2 separate regions of the Mus musculus genome follow, and region 1 is linked to region 2. The links are chromatin contacts, called in public Hi-C maps. All regions are on one chromosome and are shown on one strand. Each heading gives the region's core, a stretch centred on a gene start, on an enhancer-like site or on the middle of the called end of the contact. The rest is flanking DNA. Distances are from core to core; before and after follow the strand shown.

Region 1 (6,564 bases), core at 2,304-4,803, 350 kb before region 2:
TTGGTCCTGTGACTGGCTCTCCTTTCCTCCAGCAGAGGTGCCCAGCCTTGCTTCCCACTCACAGGGAAGACAGACACCGAAGGAAGAGGACCTGGGAAGGTCCTGCATCCTGCTCACACAAGAACACCTGTGCTCGTACACTTGGCCTCCCCCACTGTCACCAATACTCACTCTGTGCCCTGTGCACCAGAGCCACCCCCACCAACCCCTTCAGGGGGCTACTCGTCCTCTTTCCAGAGCACCAGTTTTTCCTCACTGACCAATTGACATTATAAACAGGTTATTCTCCAGTGTGTCCTTAAAAAGAAACCATCTAGGGGTTGGAGAGATGGCTCAGTGGTTAAGAGCTGAAAATCTGACTGCTCTTCCAGAGGTCCTGAGTTCAATTCCCAGCAACCACATGGTGGCTCACAACCATTTGTAATGGGATCCGATGCCATCTTCTGGTGTGTCTGAAGAGAGCACTAGTGTACTCACACATAAAATGAATACATAAATCTTTTTTTTTTAAAGCATCCATCTATCTTCTGCAGCTACCACCTCTCTTCCATTCTCTTTATACGCTCTGCTCCATGGACACATTCCTTGGTCTAACTAGAATTTCAGCACAGTAACTGCCTCAGATCTGCTTCATTCAAGGGTGTTGAGGCTTTCACTTTGCAAAGTGTTACAGCCAGATGTTGTGTTACAGCATCTCACCACTTGGTGTCCTCCTGGCCTCTCCTGCACCACTACTTATCTCTACTCTGCTGTGTCTCCCCTCTCACCAGCACTCCCCCTCTGCTAGAGTCCTCCCTCTCACCAGCACTCCTCCTCTGCTAGAGTCCTCCCTCTCACCAGCACTCCCCCTCTGCTAGAGTCCTCCCTCTCACCAGCACTCCCCCTCTGCTAGAGTCCTCCCTCTCACCAGCACTCCCCCTCTGCTAGAGTCCTCCCTCTCACCAGCACTCCTCCTCTGCTAGAGTCCTCCCTCTCACCAGCACTCCTCCTCTGCTAGAGTCCTCCCTCTCACCAGCACTCCTCCTCTGCTAGAGTCTCCCCTCTCACCAGCACTCCCTTGCTGGGGTCCTGATGTGGAATGGAGGAACCCCACTGTGAACCACAGTAGAATGCCCCAGGAATGACAGTGTAGACAGAGGGAAGAGAAAAGTTTTGAAGAAGGAAAGACTATTTCCAAAATCTTCCCATGGTGTAAGGTCATAGGAAGTTGTGTGCGTGTGTGTGTGTGTGCATGCATGTGTGTGCATGCAGGTCTTCTTGAGGCCTTCTTGAGGAGGAGCCAGGTACCTGAGGGACACCAGGCAGCAGTATTGTCACATTGCACTAAAAACATTCGTTTGTTGTTCTTTTCCCCTTCTTCCTTCTTCCCTCCCTCCTTTCCTCTCCTACCTTCTCCTTTCTCTGTCTTGAGACAGTCTTGTCATGGAATCCAGGCTGCTCTAAAACCTGTAACAGTACCCCTGCCTCAGCTCCTGAGTACTGGCACTATGCAGGTAAGCACTACCACACAAGGCCAAAACTTTTTCCTGAGTTGTGTTGGGGAGCTCTGGTCAGACCACTGTCAAGCCTGGCATTCACATTTAATATCCACAGCTGTATGACTAGACTGTATTGAACACTTGGCAACTGATAAAATTATGGATTAGTCACAAGATTAGCCAGAGTTGATGAGATTAACATGTCATGCAAACGGACTTGAGAGAGAAGCCACAACTCTCTCCTGCCTTAATGCACGGTATTGAAAAACTGAGAAAACCTTGCAGGGATTTCATGTGTGAGCTCCTCCTGAGGAAGCTGGGGTCATATACAGGAGTCCTCAGAGACACAAGGCAATGGCAATCTGTGTCATAGTGTCCTTCTGTCAAGCTTTTAAGGTTGCCCGAGTTTGCTGTCTGTTGTGATGAACACCATGAGTGAAAGCAACTTGGGAAAGAAAGGCGTCGGGTGACATGTCCTGATCACACTCCATCACTGACAGAAATCAAGGCAGGAACTCAACAGGAGCAGGAGCAGGAACCACAGAGCAGGAGCAGGAGCAGGAGGAGGAGCAGGAGCAGGAGGAGGAGCAGGAGCAGGAGCAGGAGCAGGAGCAGGAGCAGGAGCAGGAGCAGGAGCAGGAGCAGGAGCAGGAGCAGGAGCAGGAGCAGGAGCAGGAACAGGAACCACGGAGGGCTGCTGCTTGTTTCTCAGCTTCCTTGAATGCAGCCCAGGTCCATCTGTCCAGGGGTGGCACTGCTCGCAGTGGACTAGTCACCTTCACATCTTATCATTAATCAAGAAAACACGGACTTGCCCACAGGCTAATCGGGTGAGGTAATTCCTTATTTGAAGTTTCTGATTCCCAGGTGACTCGAGTTTGTGTTGACTTGATTAAACGAACCAGCACGGGTGGGCTAGAGGCCTATCTAACCAGATGCCTTGTATTAATCAGTGTGCATGAAGTCTATGTCCCTTGTCTAACCAGCTTTGCCCCTGTCGAGGGTGCCTTTCTGAATAGATCCACCAGAGGGCGCATGTACACTGTCCTTTACTGTGCTGGGAGCTGCAATGCTTAGAGAATCAACTTTGAGTTAACTCCAGAGAGCAGCATAGGATTATGAAATCTGTGCTTAAATTCAGATTCCAACAGGCTGGGCGTTGTGTAGGCTCCTCTTACTCTCTTACACTGTCTTCACCATGAGGAGGAGTGGTCTACACTGCGGGAGACAGACCTTACCACAGAAACAGCTTTTTGTTCTGTTCCTTCAGTGTTGGGGGTCAAACTCAGGGCCTCAAATGTGTCAGGCAATTGTTCTACCATTTAGCTACCATCACCCCCCCCCCCCGCGCGCGCGCACACACACACACACACACACACACACACACACATAGTGATTTCATTGATCATGGATGAAGCCTAAGCATCTAAATGTTTTTAACGCCAGGTTTTAAAAGTGCCACATCCCAGTAATGCTACCAGGCTTCAGGCAGTTGCTACAATAAGCCCCATTCTGGCTCTCCTGCTGTGACCGTCACCTAAGTTAACTAGCATCTCATCAAAGCTGCTGGTTGTAAAGAGAAAAGAAACATGCAGCCAGCTTCAGCGCAGCACTGGGTTTGAGTCCTAGAACTTCCACTTGGCAGCCATGAGACCTTGAGTTAATTAGTCACCCTGAGCCTCAGATCTTATAAAAATCCCTATGCCCGTTGTGTAGAATTATTGTAAGAGCGGTAGACGTCAAAGATAATGTAGCTGGCTTTAGTAAGGAGAACCACATAATAAGATCAGATGATCAGTGAACGGATGACACATTTTAGTCAGCACACTTGTATGCCAGGCACTGTGCTAGACTCAAATCTCATAACTCTGCTTAAAGTGCCACTTTTTTTTCTAGATACTTATCAGTTTCTTTTCTCATTGCTGTGACCAAATGTGTGGCACTAAGCAACTAAAGAGAGGACCGGTTTATTTTGGCTCACAGTTGAGGGGATCAGGGTGTCTTGGATGGGGAGGCATTCAACTGTAGTGTCTGGAGAGGCTGGTGGCTCTCTTCTGTACCCATGGCTCAGAGGCAGAGACAGGACAGGAAGTCCTAGCTCGCCAGCAACCCACTTCCTTCAGCTAAGCCCTGCCTCCTAAAGGTTCCACAACCCTGTACAATAGCGCCACCAGCTGGGAAGGAAGGTTACAGCACACATGAACGTGGCTTAAACACAGGGTTGCAAAGAATTTCACCTTCATGGGGGATTGGAAGGATGTGGAAGAAAACATACTTTAAATACATTCCTGTGGGTGCCATGGAGGTGCAGTAATCGTGTCTCATTTTCTATTTAAAACCTTTGGGAGGAATGAAGATGACAAAGCGACATCGTGACTGTGGCTCCTTCCATGTGGCACAGAACAGAGGCTGTAGACTCGGACCATTTCTTCCCAGCGGAAGACTCCGCCATCTCGCGGCCTTGAGTACTCTTGAACGTGGCCAAGTCTATCTCAGAGATGTGCTAGAATTTCTGGCTCTGTCTACCGCTCCTCCTTCTTTCCTGTCCCCTTTTACTGGTGGCAGCTGGGTGCTTGCCCAGGCTCTCTTCCACCTCTTCTTCCTATGGCCCCACCCCATTGATTCCCTGACATGTTTCTGTCTTCCTGTCTACTGCTTGGGAGACCCAATTCTCTTTGTGATGCCAATCTTGTTTTTTTAATAAAAAGCACTTTTAGTCTTAAAATGCCTACTAATCAAAACACGAAATCTAAAAGAAACATTCTACCATGGGATGCCATAACCTTCTAACTGCAGGGAATTAATTTAGCAATTTCCCATGGGAAAATTGACTCATAAATCTTAGCTCACTTCAAGATCCCAAACACGAAATGTCATCTGCTCTTGAAGCTTATTGTCAAATGTCAGGGTTCTGTTGCTCATATTAACCTGTGCTTGGCACACCGATTTGACCCAGTGCACACCGGCCAAGAACAAGCCGGCCGCTGTTTCTGGAAGGGTGAAGAGAAGACTCATTTCTAATGAAGAAAGGATAAAGAGTAGATAAAAGAGAAGATAGAGACCCTTCCTATGTACTTTGTATTGAAGTTTTGATTTGTTTGTGTAACCATTAGCCTTTAATTATGAAAATTATAGATGGACATTATACAACATGTGGAAAAAAAAAACAGTAGAAAAAAAGTCCCCAACATTGGTATTAGCCAGTGAACATGGTCAACACTTGGACTTCACTCCCTTAGGTATACTGCACATGTAGTTTTGTAAACTTTGTTATCAAAATAAAGTCATAGTATGTATAGTTTTCTATTTGATTGCAGATTTTCCGTAGGCATGTTTTAGTGACTAATAACTTACTGTGTAAATGTAACAAATACTTTTCTCTGTTTTTGTTGTATTTTAAGTTATTTCTTGCTATGGGAACATGGCATACAGTTTTTCTCTCCATGTGATTTGGGATGGCTTCCTTAGATTAGGACTCTAAAAGACAAATTACCAAGTCAAAAAGTTATAATACTTAAAAAATTAATCTTTATTATTAATATTGCTTTATGTGTGATTTGTCTTACCTGCACATACATCTGTGCACCATGTGTGTGCAATGCCCACAGAGGCCAGAAGAGGACATTGGATTTCCTGGAACTGGAATTACAGATGTTTGTGAGCTGCTGTGTAGGTGGTGGGAACTGAACCTTGGTCCCGGGCAAAAGTAGCCAGAGCTCTCAAGTCCTGAGTCATGGCTCCAGCTATTCTCATATGTATGTATGCTAATACACTAGAGGCTGGTACTATACTACACATTGAATACATTAGAAGCTGTTAATATACATTGCCAGCTTCTCCCTAAAATGCCACAGGTACTGTGCTCCCAGGATGGTACTATGGTAGAATTTGCATATTCCACCAAGCCAAAAAGGATGGCTTTTGTTACTGGCATTACTTTCATGTGTTTATTGGATTAGTAAGTAAATACAAATTGAAGTTAACTGGTCATTTGCATTTTTGTTTGTTTTTAAAATCAACGTATATGAAGCCTTTAGAAAAACCATCTCTCTGTTTTCAATTTGCTGTGTGCTTTCAAATGTTGTGGTGGTATTTAAGCCACATGCATTTAAAGTTTGTGTATTCAAGTGATCATGGACTCCTTTAGGTTCAGAGGGAGAAGGCTGACTTTCAGGTGTCACCCGGGGTGCAATCAGAGACAATGTCAGACACACATGCCTTAGAAATTTCAGAGAAAGTGGCAAAAGTAGAAGCAAGCTCAAAAAGCAACACCTAAGAGTGTTCTAACTTTAGAATATATGGTCCCTGAAAAATTAAGAGTGCATTGCCTTGCTTTCTTTTCCATCTCTCTGATGAGACATCATGACCAGGGTGGACTTACTCAGAAAAGTGTTTACAGTTTCAGGTTAGAGTTCATGATGGCAAGGCAAAGACACTGTATCAGAGACAGGTGAGTGCTCACATCTTGGTCCATAAACAGGAAGCGGAGAGAACATTATCTGGGAGTGGCTCAAAGGCTGCGCCAGTGACACACCTCCTTCAACCCCACTGCAGCTCCTAATCCTTCCAATAGCTTCACCAACTGGAGACCAAGCATTTGAATACACATGGAGCACCACACTCAGACTGCAGAGGAAGTGCTCAAGACCTTAGGTAGCAAAAAGGCACAAAGCAGCTTTAACCTCTAGGAGAAAAGACCTATGAGGCAAGTATTCTGTGTAAAGCTATGTCTTTCAAGAATGAGCAATTCAAAACTGCAAGTATGACAAAGGCTCTCTTCTTGGTTGTTGGAAAACTGTCTAAAGAGTGCAGTTCTGTGAGATAGAAGAGAGGTCCACAGAAAGGAACCACTTGAGTAAAGAAGACAGTACTGGCTTGGCAAAGCTAAATTGTATCGGCTGTTAATCGATGGTTATCCATCAACATGGCAAAAGAAACAGCACATTTGGAGGAAATTTTGATGTTGTTAGAAGGAGACTAGAGATAATAATGCTATCCCTGATTAGAAAATAAAGTTTTGTGTATGTATCTTTTAATTTATTATAATATGTACAGGTGTTTTGCCTGCATGTGCTTTTGTCCACCA
Region 2 (6,431 bases), core at 2,993-5,492:
CTTTGACACTGCTTTTGGCACCGTAGGTGGCTTGTTTCAGATTGTTTTTAGTGTCTTCAAGCGGATTGGCTACAAGGTTACTTTAGACAATTCCGGGGAGTTCTAGAACTTAAAAACCTAGTAATGTCCATTGTGGTGAATTTTGATTTTCTCTTTTAAACAGCAGGTTTCTGTTCCTTGTCAGCTACTGTGTTATGTTTACCCAGCAGGTGTGTATTTTTCTGCAAAAGAGTATGGCACGCTTTAAATTTGATCTAAAAGAAATGTTCAGGGCAGGCTCAATGCCGTGCTCCATGTGCGTCTGCAACTATACAGGTGTGCTTCCCTGCGTCTGCTAACTTTAGGACTGCGCTCCGACTCAGAGGGAAACACCTGGCATGACCCAGGCTTCTTATGAAAATTATAAATAAGGAAGAAGAGGATGACATTAAATGCTGAAAGAAACGGTATCTCGTGTCTCCCAATACTCTTGGAGAGTTAAGGCAAACTAGGTCTGAGTATTGTTGTCCGGTCTCAGCGTCTCCTTTTCTTCCTCTCCTACTCTAGCAGTGAGCCGGTGACTGCTCTGCTGAAATTTCTCCCTCTCGGTGGTAGCATCTGCTGGGGCTCTGACCTTTGCCTAGGTCTCCAGAGCTTGGTTGAGTTTAATTTTCTCCCAAAGTCAATTTTGCTGAATCACAATAAGCATTTTATGCCAAATATAACACAATAAAAATTGAATGCAGCCCCAGTTGGAGTAGAGCTGGTCCCTCCAGGTGTAGAGGAAGCAGCATGAAGCAGTGCTGTGTGTCCACAGGCATGCCTAGGGAGGTTTGGGTCAACTTAGATTACATCACTGGTTGGTGACATTAAACACAAAGATCTGCATGTTAATCTAATGTGAAACTTCATATTTTGCAGCATCTAATCCATCAAGTGAGTATTCAGGACCATAAAACAGTCTGATTTCTCTCCTGAAACAATTATTTGTTATAACTATCTAGGTAATAGAAAAAAAATGAAAAACATTCTGGTCCACTTGGGTAGAAGTATATCTCTGTACATATTTAAGAATTATTATCTCTTAGATCATTATTTTTATAGTGTGTTTGAGGCTAAAAATCTACCAGTCCTTCATTAATGCAAGTTAAATTTGAGAGCTTATTTCCAGTTTTGATCAATCACTTGTTATTTTAAATCTTGCACTAGAAATTATAACAAAAGGAGCCAAACTTGCTTTGTGGGAACCAAATATTCCCATGGTGAGAATGGATTTTCTAGTATCTTCTTCTTAGCATTCCAAAGAGTTGCTATGAAGGAGAGAGGGGCCAAGTGTTCACTTAACTTGGGGACGTGGCCCATGGTTGTCTGGAAATTAGTTGTAAAGACTTGGAGTCTAGAAAGAAACCACAGAGGGGGCAGAACACCAGCTGTTCCCAGGGAACGAATGTGTGTGGAGCCGGAATTAAATGCTGCAGGAAAAGATTCGAATAGCACCAGAGAGGACTAGCAGCAGCGAGCAAGCTTCCTTGCGGCCATGACAGCCACTGGTCGGGACAGCAGACGAGCCCTTGCTCAGGTGATGCACACCCTTTATCAAGGCTCCTGGCAGCACCTTTATGACTTTCCTCTGTCAATGGGAGGGTGAGGCTTGCCCTGGCACTGATGAGTCCCACGCAGAGGCACAAGGAGGCTGTATTGACCTTGCTCGCAGGCTAATGGAAGCCAGTCATGGTGAGCTAGGACACCCCATCACACCAGGGTGTGCCTCCCTGGGTGTAACTAGCATTTTATCACCATCAAGACGACAGGCTCTGTATCAACTGGATGTGGCATGGTTAACGAAATGCCAGGTATTCACAGGAGACATTGTGCTGACTGCATCTCAGCGAAGCCCCCTTCCCCTTTCAGTGAATAATTTGCATTCTGAGAGGCCCTAGGAGGGCACTCATTGTGCACAAACCCCTTATAAGGAATCATTTGGAAACACTCCACCCAACCCCCTGCTGCCATATTCAGCTGTCTGGTTATTTATTTTTGTGTGACTTTTTTTTTTTAATATGGGAAAGGATAATAAGGCAAATGTTTCAAACAAAACAAAACAAAACAAACAGACAAAAATATATCCTTCAGGTTAGAGGGCCGAGACCCTTCATTCTGGAGTTTCTTGTTGGCAGGGCCTCTGGTTCACTGGAACTAGCTGTATTTGTTTTTAAAGTCCTTCCAGATCTCTGGGCTGATGGCCCATCCCCAAAAGGCTACTTAGGCTTCTGACATGGAGGTTTAGGAAGTTGAACCCTGTCTTCAGCTTGGAGTTTTTGCTGTGGCTTCATTCTCTTCTCAGGCCCTTGGGGACGTTGGCCAACTTTGTCATTTGTGGAGCTGCTTTTCTAGCCTGTGCCAGCCATGTTCTCAGACACGCCGCTCTCCCTTAGTGCCTTTTCCACCCAGCGCAAACTAGGGAATGGAAGGAAGCCCAAGGAAGCTCCCTCTGCTCTTCTTCATCCATTTACCTAGCAACATGCATTCGGTCATCAAGGTTGCAGAGGTGGAAAGTGCTCCATCTATAAGGAGTTTCCAGCATGGTAGGAAAAAACATGGCACGATCCGTGCTTTGATCATGCTTTGATCATAGCAAGCACCACACGGAGAGTATTTGACCCGTTTCCTGCAGCACAGGAAGAAAACCTGCAAGATCAGGAAGATGAACACTTTAATGAGCGTGAGACAAAACCATGTTGACCGTAACTATGTACAGTGCTGTGCACCTTGCAGATGCTCAATAAAGTCGCTGCTGACAGTCACTGGTTCTGTGGGCTATATGGGAGTCACTGCTGACAGTCACTGGTTCTGTGGGCTATATGGGAGTCACTGCTGACAGTCACTGGTTCTGTGGGCTATATGGGAGTCACTGCTGACAGTCATTGGTTCTGTGGGCTATATGGGAGTCACTGCTGACAGTCACTGGTTCTGTGGGCTATATGGGGGAGCTGGTAGGGGGCATGTGAATGCTTGAAATGAGGTTTGGGGATATCTGTGACTACCTCCCTCTTCCTTTCTTTCTTTTTCTTTGTGAAGCTGGAGAGTAAACATAGCGAATGCTAGGAGAGGCCCCTACTACTGAGTTACATACCATGTCCATTTCTTCTTCTCTCTCCCTGCTTGTGGGTATGTATACATACGTGTGTTTGCATGGAGGCCAGAGGTTGAGGCCAGCTGCCTTCCTCTGTTGAACTCCACCTTGTTTTTTTTTTTTTTTTTTTTTTTTTTGATACAGGGTATTTTATTGAACCAGGAGCCCACCAACTGATTAGCACTGCCACTGAGTTCTGGGGATCTGCTTGTCTCCACTTCCCTGGCTCTGACATTATAGGTGTGTGTGTGTGTGTGTGTGTGTGTGTGTGTGTGTGTGTGTGCAGGGACAGTGCTGGAGATCTGAACTCATGTCTTCAAGCTTGTGCAGCAAGCCCTTCCTTACCCACTATGCCATCTCCCCCAGCCCATTTATTTTCTTTTTGATTCAAATCAGCTCCTGAAATTTTCAATTTGCTATTGTTTATTAAAATTTCCTGAGCTATATGTGAGGAAATAGAAACTCTGATCAGTGAGTAGGATTTAGAACTACTATTCGTATTCTTCATAAATATGAACAAAGGTCTAGTTGCTTCACGGAATCTGAATCACATAGACAATTACAGAAATGTTCCTATTTGTTTATCATGAGGAAACTCACACAGTTCAGAAAAGGCAGCCTGTGGAGGACATGGTGATCCCCTGTGGCCTGTTGTGAGACGCACCTTAGAGTAAAGCCATGAACTGTGTGTGTGCCATGTGTTGAGTACCCTATTTAACACATCACACATGTTTTACACAGTGCTACACTATAAATGGAATTATTCATCCGCATTCTGAGTTCTCATTGGCTATCTATGTTCCTCTTTTCCTAAGACCATCATTTTACCTCTAAAGGACACACTGCAAACCAGCAACCTGCTCGTGACCACTAGTGTCAGTTCAGGGTTTCAACATGAGATGCTCCCTGGAGGGAAGGAGGTCATTCCTGGAGGACAATCTTGCTCTGTAGTCCAGGTGACAGTCAGGCCTGGCTCACTAACTTATGTGCAAAAGTTGCTTAGCTCTGCTTCCTTACCTGAAAGACAGACAGACATCTGACTTTGACTTGGAGTTTCTGTAAAGATCATAATGTTTCTAGATCAAAGCTGAAAGGGCCAAGTTAAAGTATAGTAAGGGAGTCAATGTGAAACAGAAAGCAGAGGCTAGAGTGCCTCGCTGGTGTCTGTGAAAGAGCAGGCTGGAGTCTGTACAGACAAATAAGAAAACAGAGACCTGCATTTGCAGCCATGTTTAGGAAGGGAGGCAAGAGACTTTCTGGTGTCTGGCTTTGACAGGCAGTTTCCCTTCAGGCTTCTTGTCTCATGGAATCTAGAATTTTATGACAGCTGTGGCTTCTCTGGACTTTTACTTAGGTAAGAGGAACCATGCAAGTGGACACATCTTAGCTACCAGAAAGTGGTGGTCCTCACTATAAGCAAACAAGCTGTGTTCATCAGCCTCTTAGATAAGAATGACCCACAGATGAATTCATTCACCTTGCTTGGTAGGTCGCAGCAAGGCCACACCTCCTAATAGTGCTATTCACTGGGCCAAGCATATTCAAACCACAACAGTGCCTCATGTCTGGCAAGCTGGCAAACCCTGGGGCAGCATGGCCAGTTCCCAGCACCAGACAGCAGCTCCTGGTGACTCTGCTGGAGGTCGCAAGCAAGGGCATGGTCTCCCTAACTTATTTGCAGGTTGTAGATTCTCCAGGTGTCTCCTGTTCACTTTGTCCAGCAATGAAGCAGGAATGGGAGCATCCTGGAACCCCAGAGATTGAGTTTCCTTCTTGTGAGTAAAAGAAAGCTACTGCTGCATTTGTAAGCAAGAAGAGACACTAAGCAGGAGGGCTCCTTAGAGCCCTACTATTATTCTTTCTTGGCATACTTGTGCAATATGGGTTACTGGTGTAGTTAGCCAGAAGGCATTTAAGAAACTGCTCATGTTCCTTGCTCCCAGATAGTACCCCACCCAGCAGCCTGAAGCATTGCAGGACATCTCACCTCTTGGCTCTTCCTGTAGATTGCGCAGTCTGAGGAGTGTTAAAACAGTGTGTCCAGACCATCAGTGGTCTCATGAAATCTTCCCCTGGGCTGGAAACTGTTTTCCCACACAGGAGATCCTCAGTAGGTAAGTGCTGTTCTGGGATTCTTTACTGAGTGTCGGGCGGTTCCTACCTTAGGTCACCATTTTTTAACCCAGAATGTTTCTGACTCAAGGGAAGCTCTGGGTTATGAGTGCTGGGACCAAAGTGAGGGGCCTTCTAAGAGCAGGAAATTGGTCTTTAAACGTGAGAAAACTCGATAAATAAGAACACTCTGTGTGGATGACCTGAGAGAGACAAGTGGACAGAGCCACTGTAGCCACACCCGGTGCTGTGTGGGTACACGTTACATAGCTGGACTTCTGAGGGGGGCAGGGTGTCCCGTGACTTGTGAGGTTTGCTCATTTCAGTGGCTTTTTGCTGCTAGTGTGATCCTTTGAAATCAGTCTTGGGCAAGGGTTTGTCCTTGTCCCTCTCACCCCCAGCTTCTACTGATGAGCTGGCTCCCCACACTGCTATGCTGTACTCCAAGTGTGAGCATACGATACACAGACCAAGCTATATAGACATGGTCCAGCAGAAAAAGAGTTAAAAAGCTATGGTGAGGCCAAGGCAAGACAGTCACTGAGATGTACAAGTGTGGATGCTGTAGGATGGAGAAAAAGGGGAAGTCTGCAGTTTGCTTTGAGTATTTACAACTCTGCAGCCTTAGCCCAGTGCCACTAAAACCCAATCATCTCACCCCTCTTTCCTTGTCCGTTTCAATCTCTCTGTCCATACCTGACTTTCTTTGCTAATACACTAAGCAGGTGCCAAATCTCCTTGCAGATGCTTTACAGTTGGCACAGTGGAAGGGAGTGGATGTTGGTGGTATCTCGGCTCGTTGTGAACAGTGAGAAGGCATAATGTATTTCCTAAGTGTGGAAATACTGATCTGCCTCTCTAGAGACTGCATTTTGCTCTCTTCAGCAATCATAGCATAGTTTCCACCAACATGGCATCTAGTCCTAGACATTATGCCCTTAGTGTCAGGAACGTGTGTGCCCACCATACTTGGCTTCTATAAAGACGCCGGGCTTGTGTCCTTAATGAGCTCACATACTTCATCCAAGGCCACACAGGAAGGAAGTGGACTTGGGTCTTGACGAACCTGTCCACACCAGAACTCACACTGAATGCCACTAAGCATTCTCTTACCAGGGAACATCTCTCCATTCAGTATTTTAATAAATTATTCAATGCCAACTGCAGACATTTTTACTCAATCCCAAAGTCAGGGTGCTGCTAAGAA

The links. A called contact is a pair of places that touch in the nucleus more often than the background predicts.
Region 1: a Hi-C map of CD8 T cells shows a contact between it and region 2, with 6 times the contacts expected there. The contact joins two enhancer-like sites. A contact is called at or near these places in 15 of 39 promoter capture datasets (the 3T3-L1 cell line, the C10 cell line, the HPC-7 cell line and 9 more), 5 of 15 datasets of contacts at CTCF or cohesin (the NIH/3T3 cell line, embryonic stem cells, large pre-B cells and 2 more), 111 of 484 Hi-C or Micro-C datasets (the AML12 cell line, the AtT-20 cell line, B cells and 58 more), 7 of 115 datasets of contacts at active chromatin or transcription factors (T-cell acute lymphoblastic leukemia, astrocytes, bone marrow-derived dendritic cells and 3 more) and 3 of 9 other capture datasets (adipose tissue, embryonic stem cells and liver).

What each region holds. Positions count from the first base shown.
Region 1 is chr9:14,695,125-14,701,688 of GRCm38.p6, reverse strand. No RefSeq gene overlaps it. Among named protein-coding and RNA genes, the nearest start is that of Gm10706, 6.0 kb to the left of the region's middle. Within about 2 kb of position 3,553, at least 43 of the 459 cell types and tissues checked have an H3K27ac peak or open chromatin away from gene starts, as enhancers often do. A contact at or near this core is called in CD8 T cells and Th2 cells, where this site is marked.
Region 2 is chr9:14,350,357-14,356,787 of GRCm38.p6, reverse strand. It overlaps Endod1 (endonuclease domain containing 1), which reads left to right. Exons shown (of 2, transcript NM_028013.3): 2 at 1-2,798. The coding sequence ends at 106. Among named protein-coding and RNA genes, the nearest start is that of Gm34156, 16 kb to the left of the region's middle. Within about 2 kb of position 4,242, at least 11 of the 459 cell types and tissues checked have an H3K27ac peak or open chromatin away from gene starts, as enhancers often do. A contact at or near this core is called in CD8 T cells and Th2 cells, where this site is marked.